Regions from separate parts of the Sus scrofa genome. Here all the other regions are linked to region 1. A link is a contact called in public HiChIP or PLAC-seq and promoter capture Hi-C data. All regions are on one chromosome and are shown on one strand. The core of a region is the stretch at or near the end of the contact, and the rest is flanking DNA. Distances in the headings are between cores, read along the strand shown.

The links. Promoter capture Hi-C pulls out the DNA fragments that hold promoters and counts their contacts. HiChIP or PLAC-seq counts read pairs in DNA pulled down with a chosen protein or histone mark.
Region 2: a contact with region 1 is called in a promoter capture Hi-C map of liver, with 6 times the contacts expected there. The contact joins the promoter of C14H10orf10 here to the promoter of PARG in region 1. A contact is called at or near these places in 1 of 5 promoter capture datasets (liver), 2 of 47 Hi-C or Micro-C datasets (heart right ventricle and liver) and 1 of 2 datasets of contacts at active chromatin or transcription factors (alveolar macrophages).
Region 3: a contact with region 1 is called in a promoter capture Hi-C map of fetal liver, with 5 times the contacts expected there. The contact joins the promoter of ZNF22 here to the promoter of PARG in region 1. A contact is called at or near these places in 3 of 5 promoter capture datasets (fetal liver, fetal skeletal muscle and liver), 12 of 47 Hi-C or Micro-C datasets (blood, embryonic fibroblasts, fetal heart ventricle and 8 more) and 2 of 2 datasets of contacts at active chromatin or transcription factors (alveolar macrophages and skeletal muscle).
Region 4: an H3K27ac HiChIP or PLAC-seq map of alveolar macrophages shows a contact between it and region 1. The contact joins the promoter of RASSF4 here to the promoter of PARG in region 1. A contact is called at or near these places in 1 of 5 promoter capture datasets (fetal skeletal muscle) and 1 of 2 datasets of contacts at active chromatin or transcription factors (alveolar macrophages).

The regions. Positions count from the first base shown.
Region 1 is chr14:90,479,351-90,482,520 of Sscrofa11.1, reverse strand. PARG (poly(ADP-ribose) glycohydrolase) reads left to right here and starts at 1,506. Exons shown (of 18, transcript XM_005671222.3): 1 at 1,506-1,593. It overlaps LOC100157391 (mitochondrial import inner membrane translocase subunit Tim23), which reads right to left and starts at 1,566. Exons shown (of 7, transcript XM_001926555.6): 1 at 1,220-1,566. The coding sequence starts at 1,325.
Region 2 is chr14:91,116,797-91,119,811 of Sscrofa11.1, reverse strand. It overlaps C14H10orf10 (protein DEPP), which reads right to left and starts at 1,480. Exons shown (of 2, transcript XM_003359280.4): 1 at 832-1,480; 2 at 1-255. The coding sequence starts at 228. The region is part of intron 3 of RASSF4 (Ras association (RalGDS/AF-6) domain family member 4); the gene reads left to right.
Region 3 is chr14:91,095,540-91,098,443 of Sscrofa11.1, reverse strand. ZNF22 (zinc finger protein 22) reads left to right here and starts at 1,556. Exons shown (of 2, transcript XM_003483520.4): 1 at 1,556-1,644.
Region 4 is chr14:91,137,176-91,140,554 of Sscrofa11.1, reverse strand. It overlaps RASSF4 (Ras association (RalGDS/AF-6) domain family member 4), which reads left to right and starts at 2,062. Exons shown (of 11, transcript NM_001243337.1): 1 at 2,062-2,178.

The sequences.
Region 1 (3,170 bases), core at 257-2,756:
TGATCTGTTCTTAAAAGGCTTCCAGTTCCTACCATCTCAAGATCCTGCTTTATTGCCTTCAGACACTTAGTGATAAGTGTGTCACTGAAACATTTTTGTTACCTGGCTCACTTCAATAGGATGTAAGGTCCACAAAAACAGCAATCATCTTTTTAAATTTAACTGTCTTAGTTCTGCACCCAGAAAAATCCATCTACAGTACTCAATAAATGGTATTGACTCCATCTTTTAATTTACCTTCAAATTTCAATTAATGTAACAATGGTTTTTCACATTAAAGCAGAGCCCTTTGTGCTCCAAATGCGGAGCTCCTGTGACTTATTATACACAAACTCCCTACAGTTCTGTTCTATAAGTTATCATATACAAACTACGCCCTAAATTCAGTTTTGATACAGGTCACACTAGGAACTTCTAAGCGTGTTTAAAAAAAAAAAAGCTTTTTTGGTTTCTGAGCATAAAAGACCTAAAGAAGTAGTACGAAAATTCTTAAAAGAGAAAATAGTTTTATAAAACGCTTATCCTCCACCAACTTCCTATTTTTAGGTCCAAGTTCTAGTCATCCAGTTGAATACCCAGTTAGATAATTTCAAAGATCTAGAATACACATTCTTTGTACTGAGGAGCGCACAGGCAGGGCATTCGTGCTTCCAGCACCCTCGATTGTACGTATTTCCCTTCCTAAAATTCATATTGGCTTCTTTCTTGTCTATAAATTACCTTTAAAATTCAGCTCTCTTCCGTGTTCCCCTAGTTGTCTCGAATCATGTTTCTTTCTCCCCTGTATGCATGAGTGGCCCTGACGGCTACTTGTGGTTTTAGAATATGCGACTTTGAGCTAAAAAGTTATCTATGAACTCGGTATTTGGAATGCATTTACTTGCAGAAGGGGGTTTTCTTTTTCACCTAGAGCCAAGCACAAGGCCCAATATACAGGAATGTGCGAGAGGAAAGAGAAGGCAGAAAGCTTGAATATAAAAGGAAGAAAACATGCAGCATCTCCTGGTTGACATGATCCAGGACAACCACAGAAACCTTCTCCGGATCTATGGCTCCAAAAATTCGTTCGATGTCGAAAGAGCGGCCCCGGAGATACACCAACCCCACGATTGCTACTGAAGCTTGTGACCGCTAGCAAAAAAAGGACAGGGCACGCCGCAGGTTTGGCGTGGTGGCAAGAACCAGTCAGAAATGTTCGTAAGCTAGGCCCGATACTTACGCGGGACTCCCGCCAGATCCGCGTGCGAGTAGCCAGCTCCGCCGGCTCCGAAAAAGCCGGCCAATCCCCCTGTGGTTTTGTTGCCGCTTCCTCCACCGCCCTCCATGGTACTGCAGCAAACTACCGGTCTGCTTCTCCCCGCTGCTCAGGCCGGGATCGTCCGCTCGGCCGTTGCTCCTCTGTAACAGCGGGTGAAACCCGCGTTACCACCACCTCCTTCACACGCTGACCTTCCGGGCGCCGGCAGCACCTAAACCTCACATTTCCGCTTTGCGACAGCGTACGTCCCGGAAACCGGAAGCGCCTGACGGCAGCTTTCCGGTGGTGGGAAAGTGAACGGAGCAAGAAAATCAAAGCGGCGCATCCTGAGGCAGGTGGGGTGCCTGTGGAAGAGGGAAGGCAGGCGACTGGATAGGGCCTGGCTCGGGAGGCCTACGGAACAGCAGCTGCAGACGCAGGCAGCAGCAGAGAGGGCATGGTGCCGGGAGGCGCCGAGAAGGAGGCGCAGTCCGTCCCTCTCCGGGTTAGTGAATGAGGCTCTCCGCCCTGGCTGGCCCGGGGACTGTTCGCTGCGGGTCCCAGCATGAGTGCGGGCCCCGGCTGTGAGCCCTGCACCAAGCGACCCCGCTGGGGCGCCGCTGCAACTTCTCCGCCGGCCGCCTCGGACGCCCGGAGCTTCCCCAGCAGGCAGAGGCGCGTCCTCGATTCCAAGGACGCTCCCGTGCAGTTCAGGGTCCCGCCGTCCTCGTCAGGCTGCGTCTCGGGGCGGGCGGGACCGCACAGAGGCAGCGCCACCTCGCTTGGTACGTGGGGAAATAAAGCTCTTTGTCCTTCGCCTTGGCCCAAAGCTCTTCTTGGTCTCCGAGGACCCAGGGACTACAGCCCCCCATTTTCTGGTCTTGTATGCATCACTCTGAACGCTGAGGTCCCCTTGCTGAGCCATCAAGGCCACTAGTCGGGGAATGGGGCCCCATTTTCCCCGTGGCGATTGGTGGTGTGAGAACCCCTGACAAGCAGTCACTCAGCATGGGAAGCGGCGAGAGACTCCACCTGTTTGCTTTCCTTGGGTTTAATTGGAATTGCCTTGGTCGTTAAGGAGGTTTAATCTTTTACCTGAAGCTTCAGTCTCTAGATATAAAGAAAGTTACAAAGAAAGTCACAGCTGTCCTCAGTTTTAATTCTCAGTCTCTGGGTGGAGAGCCCTTAGTCTTACTGGCTTTACACCCGTCTTTGACATACAGTGGTGAACAAAGGTAACTTGGTCTGTTTTCAGACCCTAAAATCTATCAGAAGAGGTAGACAATGGCAGAGGTAAATATAATAAAGGGTAATGGATGTTCCAGTATATGAGACAGATAGTTAGGATAAGACGTCAGATGTGCCTGATCTAGTTTGAAGGTCAAAGATAATCTCCTAGCCAGAAGGTGAGGATCTTATTCTGAGGACTGAAGAGTGATGAGTTATTTAGATGAAGAGGAAGTTAAGGAAGTGATCCCACAGTGCAGCTGATGTAGGTTGTCCAGAGAGCAGTGAGAGATGGGATTGCAAAGAAGTAGACAAAGATCAGATCATATTGGGCAATGCTAAGAGGTTTGAGCTTTATCCTGATTGGACTTGATTGGAGATATATATGTATCAAAAATACATATAGTTTATTAAAATGTATATATTTTAAAGGTCCTTCCCTGGTATGTGGAAAATGAAGAATAGATTGAAAGGGAGCAGAAGTGCGGGCACAAGACTAGTTAAGGAGTTACTCTAGATAGGAGATCATGATGGTTTATACTTGGTTTCAGACTGTAGGAAAGATGAAGAGTGGATGGATTCTGGAGAGAATGGGATACGTGGGTTTGTACCCCAGGAAATATTTCTGTGATGGAAATATAGGTTTTGGAGTTCTTGGCATAAACATGATAGTTGATGCCATGGAAGTAGGTTAGATCATATAAAG
Region 2 (3,015 bases), core at 231-2,730, 640 kb before region 1:
GCTCTTCTCGCAGGAACGGCCTGGTCGGTGGGGTCTACGAGGCCGGGCCCAGGCTGCAGCCTCGTCCAGCACTGAGGTGGGCTGTGCCAGCTGACAAATGGACCTCACGTAGTCATCCAGGCTGGGGGAGGCAGGGGGTTCCTCTCCGGGCCCCACAGGCAGCATCTCCTCTGAGGTCTCCCGAATTGTGGGCAGATGGGGCACAGAAAGCAAGAGCCGGGACCTCATGGCTCCTTGCCACGGGGAAACTGCAAACTGTTGGTTGACAGAGGAAAGGGGATGAGACACTGCCAATACCCTGACACCCCTCCTGGGTCCCCTCCCCCATCTGAGGCTCCCTGTGTGAATTGTATGCCTGAGAGCAGTTTCAAGTCTACAGATACAAGAAGAGGCTTGAACTCCTGGACTTTTCCTTCCCCCTGATATTACTTCAGGCTCTATCCTTACTGTTGGGTAAGAACCTGTACAAATAAGAGAACCAAGCCTAAGAGACTGGAGTCAGAGAAAACTTGGGTTTCAAACCAAGCTCTGTACTTTCTGACCTGGGGTCCTTCGGCCAAGTCAGCTCTCCAAGCCTCCACTCATCTGAAAAACAGGGTTATAAATACCCACTCTCCAGGGCGCTGGGAGGAACATACGGAAGGACACCTCATGTGAAATCCGTTTATGAATATAACACTCCTTTATGAATATAATTGTCATGGCCACTAGCTGCGTCCTGTTCTCTAACCTGCAGTGAGGCTGTGCACGTCCCAGGCTGAGAACAGCCCTTGAAGCCCCACAAAGCCTCTCTGTTTTACCTCAAACCGGAGGGCAGTAGCTCTCTCTTACCTGTAGCTGAGGGGGCCTGGGGGTAGCAGGGATGCTGGATGGGCAAAGGAGTCCGAGGAAAGGTCCCAGGAAGCTTGGGGCAAAGAGATCGGGGTCCAGCGGTTGGACCCTGTGTCCCTCGTCAGATCGCTGGCCGGAGGAAAACGAGGATGATGTACCACGGCCTCTGTCCCATGTACTGCTGTCCAGAGCGGAGTCCCTCCCAAGCTGTCTGGCGAACTTTGAGGCTGGCAGTTGCTTTTATACCTTTCCACCAGCAATCAATTACTGTCACGAGGGCCAAAAATAGCAGGGCTCAGGAAGGCTCTCAGAGGAAAACAGCTTGGCAGGCGGGGCCTGGCCCAGCTGCCAGCTTGGAGCAAGTGTTTATGCCTGTGGGAGGTTCTGGGAATGTTTACTCTGCAGGGCCGGGGTGGGGCGGCCACAAGTCCTGGCCACTTCAGGCCACTGGGAGAGGCAGGGACTCCACTGGGCTCCCACAAGCAGCCCTAGGACCTGCCACCGCTGCCTAGAAATGTTTCCATTATATCTTCCACCAGCATCCTGCAACCCCAGGACACTGGCCCTGTGCTAGCTTAGATAGAGACCTGGGCCTGCACCTGCTAGAGGGCTTGCCAGACAGGGCAGTGCAAGGAGGTAGCCAAGGCCAGGCTTCCTGGGCCTTCTAGGAGTCAAGATGTGCCCACCTTCGTCTGGAACTAAGGACAGCCTGTGGAGTCCTGGTCTTGCCACTTCCCAGGGGTGGTGCTTTCAAATGAGAACTGGCAGCTTATTTGTTCCCCAGGTATCTAACTAGTATTCCTGTGTACCAGCGACTGTTCTATACGTAGCAGTGAACAAGTCATTGTGTCCCAGAGCTTAATTTTTAGTGCAGGAGAGCAGTAAGTACTTGGTGAATAGGTGCTGTAATGTTGGGCGTTGATTATGGCTGCAAAGAAAAGTCCAGCTGCACTGTGGTAGAGAGGTCAGGAGTGTGTTCGCTGAAAGGGGACATTGAGCAGAGAGCTGAGCAAATGAAGGCCGTGCCTTCCCAGCCAAGGGGGCAGCATGTGCAGAGCCACTGTGGAGAGTCTGCTGGGCATGCTCAGGGGACAGCCAGGGGCCACATGGTTGGCCCATGGTGGGGTGGGGTAGGCCAGTGGGTCTTGGCATGGACATTGGTTTTCTCTCTGAAGGTAATAGTAGGACTGCAGTGTTCCATTGAGGGTGCAAGAGTCTGGCTTCTGCTTCAAAGGATTGACTTAGCCGCTGCTCATGGGCTTTCAAGGGACAGCTAACAGGGAGACTGGGGAGCACCCAGGCCACTGCCAATGACTAGGGATGAGTGTGTCAGCACAGGAGGCTGCTGAGGATGAGGTGGGAAACCCTGGGGAAGCTCTTGTAAAGAGCCAGTACCAGTACTTCTCAGACAGGCCTCAGGCCATACTCCCATCATGGGCCCTCCTGGAAGACACCTGTCTTGTATCCACAGGCAGAGGACAGAAAGCAGTCATTGATACAACAGCCCAAGCCTGAGGTCTGATTGATGGATCCCAGGTGCTGAGCAAACAGGAGGACCTGACAGTCCCAAGTTCATGTATTCTGGATAGGGTATTCCTGATGGACTGAGGCATGGGGCCAGCCAGCTGGGAGATCAGGATTTCTGTTAAACGTGGCAGTTCCCACCTTGATGGCTCTTCTATCTGGAGGCTTCTGTAGAGCCTCTCTGGCTCTCTTAGGTTTTGTTAGCAATTAGCAAATTAGCCAGTAGGCTGAATTGAGGAGGGAAGTGTTGACGAGTGTATTAGAGCCCACAGTGATTTCCCAGCTTATAGAAATCCCAGGTCTTGGGACCTGTGTTCTAGTCCTGCCTCTGCTGCCACATCCTTCCCCACCTGCCTGGGAAGGCTTCCCAGGGGCCTAGAGGTCCCTCTCCTCTATGCTGGGCTTCCTCTGATTTGATCCAAGAAGCTTCAGGCTGAGAGGACCTCCCCTCCATTCCAATGGGGTCAGACTGAAGGCTAACGGAGAGGTGGCGGGGGGGGCTCGGACTGGGGGCACCTATGCTGCCTATGCAGGGGCACCAGCCTTGAGCCACTTCAGTCAAGCCAAACCCCAGCACAGCTGAGCCCTGACCTCAGAGGCAGGAGCACAGCCTCAGCCCTTTGCTTCCTAGAGCAAGGCCCCTGTCTCCCTCTTCATGGC
Region 3 (2,904 bases), core at 307-2,806, 620 kb before region 1:
ACAGTCCAGCTATCATCTAGATTATTGAATTGACATGCCTTGTCTGGGCCTTAGTCAGTTTCAATGCTTTGCCATCTGCAGAGCAGAAAGCTCTAGCTGAGAGCTGAACCTCTAATCTAGTCCGACCTCTGCCATCAACTCTCTGTGTTACTTCAGGCAAGTTTCCCTCAGCCTCATTTTACTGTAAGGCAGATATGAAGGTCCTCCGTGCTTCATGAAACTCTAGTAAAGATGAATGACCAGAAAATAGATGTAAAAGCACTTCCTAAATAATGAGCATCTTACAAATTCATTCATTCAACAGATACTTGTGAGTGCCTGCTACCTTCTGAGCACTGATACAACAAGGAACAAGAGATGGCTTTGTGTACCCCTGTGAGGGCATGGGCTTTGCTCTAATAACATGGGAAGCCTTTGGAAGATTTTGAACAAAATGAATGACAAGATTTGACTTGAGTTTTAGGAGGATCACTCTGGGGCTGTGAGTAGACATAGAGAGACCAGTGAGAAAGCCAATGCAACAATCCAGACAGGTCATAACAGGAGCTTGGTGGAGGTTATAGCAGTGGAGATGCTGAAAGTGGCTCTATTCTGGATATATTTGGAAGACAGTACCAACAGAATTACAGATGGCTTGGATTTGGATTTGGGGTGAAAAGAGAAACAATGACATCAATATTTTTGACTTGAGTAACTGAAAAGATGGAGTCACCATCAACTGCTGGGTTGAAGACTGTTGAATGAACAGGTTAGGTGAATATCAGAAGTTCATCTGGGGCTTTGTTAGGTTTGGATGTTCATCACACATGCAAAAGACACCGAGTAATCAACTCGATATATAAGTCTAGAGTTCAACAGTATTTGCATCCCAAGGTTTGACTGGAGTTACCAGTTTGGGAGTCTTCAGCATATACAGATGGTATCTGAAGCCATTAGATTTGGAGTTCTGCAGGTGGAAGGAGGACACAGATCAGGTGAACTTGCACAGGTTGGTAGAGGTGGTTGGCTGTAACAGAACAGAATCAGGAGACATCATTACTAAAGAGAAACAAGGCAGTGTGTTGAAAATCATGAGACTCTGGAGCCAAAAAGACGGGTACAGATCTTTGGCCATCAACTTACATAGTGTGAACGTGAGGCGATTTCTACTCTAAGCCTTGGCCTCCCTAACTGTAAAATGAGTACTCTCGTTCCTATCTTGTAGGGGTTTTTTTGGTAAGAATTAAATAATTGGCTCATGAAAAATATCAGAAATAGTTTAGGCTCTCCAGAAGTACCTCTATGTAATTAATAAGTGCTCCACATTTGTCGAAAGAATGGAGCCTCGGGGTCAGACCGGCTGGTGTTGCCTTTCAAAACCTTGACCACACGGGCTGCCACTCCCCCACCCTGTGGGTCGCTCCTCCATCACAAAGGGAGAAGACCACAAGTCTTGCGGTCCTGAGGGCCACAGGACGCCTTCCGAGGGGAAAACAAAATGGCAAAAAGAAAAGGGTTTCTTTTTTCCGGTGGGCCAGGCACCATAGAGGGTCGATCCGCCAAGTTCCTAGAGCGACCGCGAGGCACAGACAAACGGCGCGCTCGCACTTCCGGTGGCGCGAGGGACGCCGGGCGGGCGAGCGAGGGCCGCGGACGGCAGGCGCGGTGAGTGGCCCTGGGGTGCGCGGGCAGGTGCTCCGAGGCACCAGAGGCGCAAGCTGGGCGCGGCAGGGCGGCGCTCACCCGCCAACGGTGTGGCGAGCGCGGCTTTGGCCTCCGCTCCCGGGATGCCGCAAGGGCTCCGCGCGGCCCGCGGGGCGGAGGGAGTGGGGCGGGCCCGGCCTTGGAGAGGCGGTAGTTGGAGGCCTTAACTGTAGCCCCGGCGATTGGCGGGAGGAGGACAGGCCCGGGCTCCTGGCCGTAGTCCTTACGCCATCCATCAGGCGCCTGTCAGGATTAAACTTTGAACAAACGCTTGGGTAGCACAAGGCTTTTGTGAGAGCCTTGCAGATATTGACTCACTTAAACTTACAACGCCCTGATAATGTAGGGGTTTTATGGTCATCCCCATTTTATGTACTAGAAAGCAAGCACATTGCAGTTAGGCGTGTTCGCTTGGCTAACAGCCCGTGTACTGATATTCACCGTAATACCCGCATCTACTATGGAATTACACTGAAGACCGGTCAGAGGGCTGGACTTCACGTTGGGAATTAAGACTGCAGGTCATTCTGCTGCTAAAAGTACAAGCTCTGGGCTCAAGCTGCTAGGGTGTGGGAACCTGGCCAGAGTATGCCTGCCTTTCCTTAGCAGTACAACGAAGATAATACCATAAACCTACTCCGTGAATTAAGTAAGATGGCATAGGGAATTCCCTGGTGGCTTAGCGATTACGGTTTCGGCTTTGTCACCGCTGTGGCTAGGTTTGATTCCTGGCCCAGGAACTTCCGCATGGCCGGGGCCAGGCCAGAAAAAAAAGATAATAGTGACTGGCACACAGCTATCTGTTAGTGTGATTTCCTCATCTGCAGTGTTCCAGATGTGTTAGTCTCTGAGTTTCCGACCGGAACTGATTTATATAGTATTTAAAAATCAATGTGTTTTTTTCAGTATGTACTTATCATTATAGCTGTTTTCGAATACCAATATCATGTACCTAACAGATATCTCTTTGTCATAGATGTCCTATAAATATTTACTAAAGTTAAGAAATGAGTACTGTTCTCTCTGTATTTTTGTGTAGTAGGCAGTTTGTTCTAATACCTGCCTTAATTACTGCAGATATAATTGTTAAATATCCAGTTAAAGTCTTAGCGCTGTCAGGCCTGGAGTCTCAATTTTACAGTAAGGTGAAGGAAAGGCAATAACAGTGATGTAATTTTTGTTTTCAATTATTTGCTTTATAAGCTTGTATGCAGAGACCCT
Region 4 (3,379 bases), core at 813-3,312, 660 kb before region 1:
CATGATTGACTCAGATGCTTAGATGATGGCTTTCAACCTTTTTTGATTGTGCCCCACAGTGGGAGATGCTTTTTATATCACAGCCTAATATACATAACTGAAATATAATGCAAACAAAAGTTTCATGAGATACAACTTACACTTACTATGTGTTCTATATACTGATGTTTTCTATTTTAAAAAATACTAGTCAATTCACGCTCTAACTTAATTTCATGAAGTATAGTATGAAAAATACAAATTGTCGTGATCCATCACTAGGGGCTGGCACATTGCTGCCCAAACAACTTGCCCACTCTTGCTCTCTCCCTCTCTGTCTCTCTCTCAACTTTACCTTTTCTTTTCCTTTCCTTCCTTCTTCTTTTTCTTTCTTGCAAAGAAGGGAATGGGTACTGGATTGGCAACTAATGGTATACACAAGACCCACTGTAAGTGAGCTCCAGGCCAAACATAGTTTCATTGAATACTGAAGGAAAAGGTGATTCTCTAGAGGTACGTGATGTTGGACACTTATGTTCCATGTAAAATGGGGGTAGTAATACCTACTCCCCAGGAATGTTGAAGGCATTGTGTGGGATCCCTGTCGTAAAGCACCTAGCAGAGTGCCTGACACACCACGAGAGTGCAGGATACATCAGACTTCCCAGAAGCCAATCATCATTCCAGGCTAGTTCTCACCCTGGAGATGGTATCAGTTAGATCAGCATTCTTGAGGGCTGGAGGACCCGGACCACAGGGGTGCCCTGAGCTGGCAGAGGATGATTCATTCTTCACAATTTCCTGCAAAGCCAGAGCTGAACGATCCATGGCCTGGTCACCTTTAGCTCCCTCATTTTTACAGGTGGGAAAACTGAGACCCAGAGCAACTGCGACATGAAAAGATCGTGCAGGAAGTAGATGGCAGAGCCCAATCTCTTTACTCCAAATCCAGCAGCGCTAACAATGATAAGCACAGCCTCTCTCAAGTGGGCTCCAAGGGCCCATAGACAAATCTAGGGCTAATTTTTGCCTATGTAGGCAGCTGCATTTTTCTAGAAGGTCCATATCAGACTCTAAAATGTCCACATGACTCAAAGGATTAGGAACTACATGAGTTCCCATTGTGGTGCAGCAGAAATAAATCTGACAAGTATTCATGAGGACTTTGTTTTGGTCCCTGGCCTTCCTCAGTGGGTTGGGGATCCAGCGTTGCCTTGAGCTGTGGTGTAGGTCTAAGACAGCCATACGCCACAGGTGTGGCCCTATAACAGCAAAAAAAAAAAAAAAAAAAAGGAACTACAGATTGAATGAAAAGTAAAATTATGAAAAATAAAATTATTTATGGGGGAAGGGAGGGGAAATCTGAGGTCAGTACTGGAAATAGTGATATAAAACAGAAATTGCAAATGTTTCCATCAGCCTCTTCCCCTTCCCTGTCGCCCCCACACCCCAGAATCACTGACCTATTCTGAGTTCCCCAAAAGGCCTGTGGTCTTCTGTCCTCTTTGCAAGCAAATCCTCCAGCAGGCCTTAACTGGGAGGTTATCTCCTTTCAACCATCATAGAATCTGATTTCTTAAAAGCGGTGGAGCTTCGAGAGGCCACGTCAAGCAAACAGTAGGATTGCACGCAGGTGGCCCTTGAGCAAAAACTAACATTGCTCCAGACGGATAACCTCCTCTCTCAAGACACACACTAGTAATTGCGAGGCCTGCACGACCTTTGTTGGAAATCCAAGGGTGTCATTTCCCCCAGGGTCCCTGGCCTTGGCCCGCCTATCAGACCCTCCCGACCGATCCGAGCTGCTTCCTCAGTGGGTCTCCGGGAATTCCCGGAGTGTACGCCCGAGGGGACACCCTGGAAAGCCTACACGCCCCAAACCTTCTGCCCGGCTCCTGAGGCACCGCCCGGAGCCCGCCCTCCTCTGTGTACCCTGAGCTGGGCGGGCTGGACAAGGAGACTTTACGCAATTGGCCTGCGCTGGGAGAGAGGCGGAGCGGGGCGGGAAGAGCCGGGGAGGGGCGGGACGGAAAGGAAACAATAGGGCAGCTCTATTGGCCGGCGCTGGCGAGGGGCGGGGAGGGGCGGGCCCGACTCCCCAAGCTGGAGAGAACAGGGCAGTAGGCGCTGCGGAGGCACCTCGGGTGACTGCGAGGCGAGGCACTGGCAGCGGCTTCTGGACAGCGCAATGAGTGGACGGTGAGTGATGCATGGGCAAGAGAGTTCGGGGCGTCCACAGAGCACCAACTTCCCCCCACCGCCTGAGCCCAGGACTTTCCCCAGCCAGGAGCTCTTAAGTCTGGGCACTTGTGCGCCTTGCCTGCCGCGTGCAAAATCCCCTCCTTCTGCCAGCCTGGAGCATTCCGGGCCACGGGCCCAATGCTGAGAGTGGGCACTGTGCCATGCACCTCCTCCAAGGAGAGGGCACGTTAGGAGCTAAATCCTGCGCAGTCTACATCTTTGCTCACCTTGCCTCTCATCTTAGCCAGTATCCTAGAAGCGTTGATCTGAGAATTAGGGGGAAAGACTCAGCGTCTCTGGCACAACTCAGATTTCATGGATGGAAGACCATGAACACCCAGATAATAGCAGAAAGAAGGCTTCAGTGTCGCTATTTATAGAACATTTGATTTGTTCCCAGACCTGTGCTAAGAGCTTTAGCACAATATCACACCTACTTCTCATAGCCTTGATTATCCCTATTTTCAGATGAGAAAACCTGAGGCTTAAAATGTTACGGAATTGTCCACTTTTACCCAGATGAGTCAGCCTTGTAACCCAGGGCTTGTTGTGCCAGGTCTCATTCATTTTACCCACTGACTTCAGAGCTCACCCTGCCAGCCACCCTGCTCACCCCTGTGCTCCTGACTCTCAGTCCTGACTTCCCACTCAGAAGAAATGCTTCTGTTTTTATTAATCCGGCACAACCCTGGGGGAGGGAGGGCCTTCTCTCACTTGAGGATCAATGCCAGGACAGAGCCAGGGTTTCCTTAAAACACTATCTAGAGAGCTTTAGTAGTCCCACTTCACAGAGGAATTAAATATGATCACAATAAATAAGGGATTCTGGAATTTGAGCCCAAGCAGATTGGACTCCAAATCCATGTACTTGCACTTGCAGAAAGGCCCTCATTGTCAGTGTCTGTAGTTGAACTGCTCATGGCAAGATCGAGATTTGTTTCCAGACGCCATGAGTATACAATAAAGACAACTACTAAATTGCTGACCTGCCTGCCTCCTGCTCCCCAGAGTAATTCCTTAGCCACTGCCATTTGGTGGGCATTGTTAGGGTGAAGGAGGGAAGAAGGAAGGCTTGGAAAAGGAGAGGAGAAAAAGGGAAGGAGAGAAGGGGAAGGGAGAGAAGAGAAGAAGAATGTCTTAAACTTAGGTCAAAAAAAAA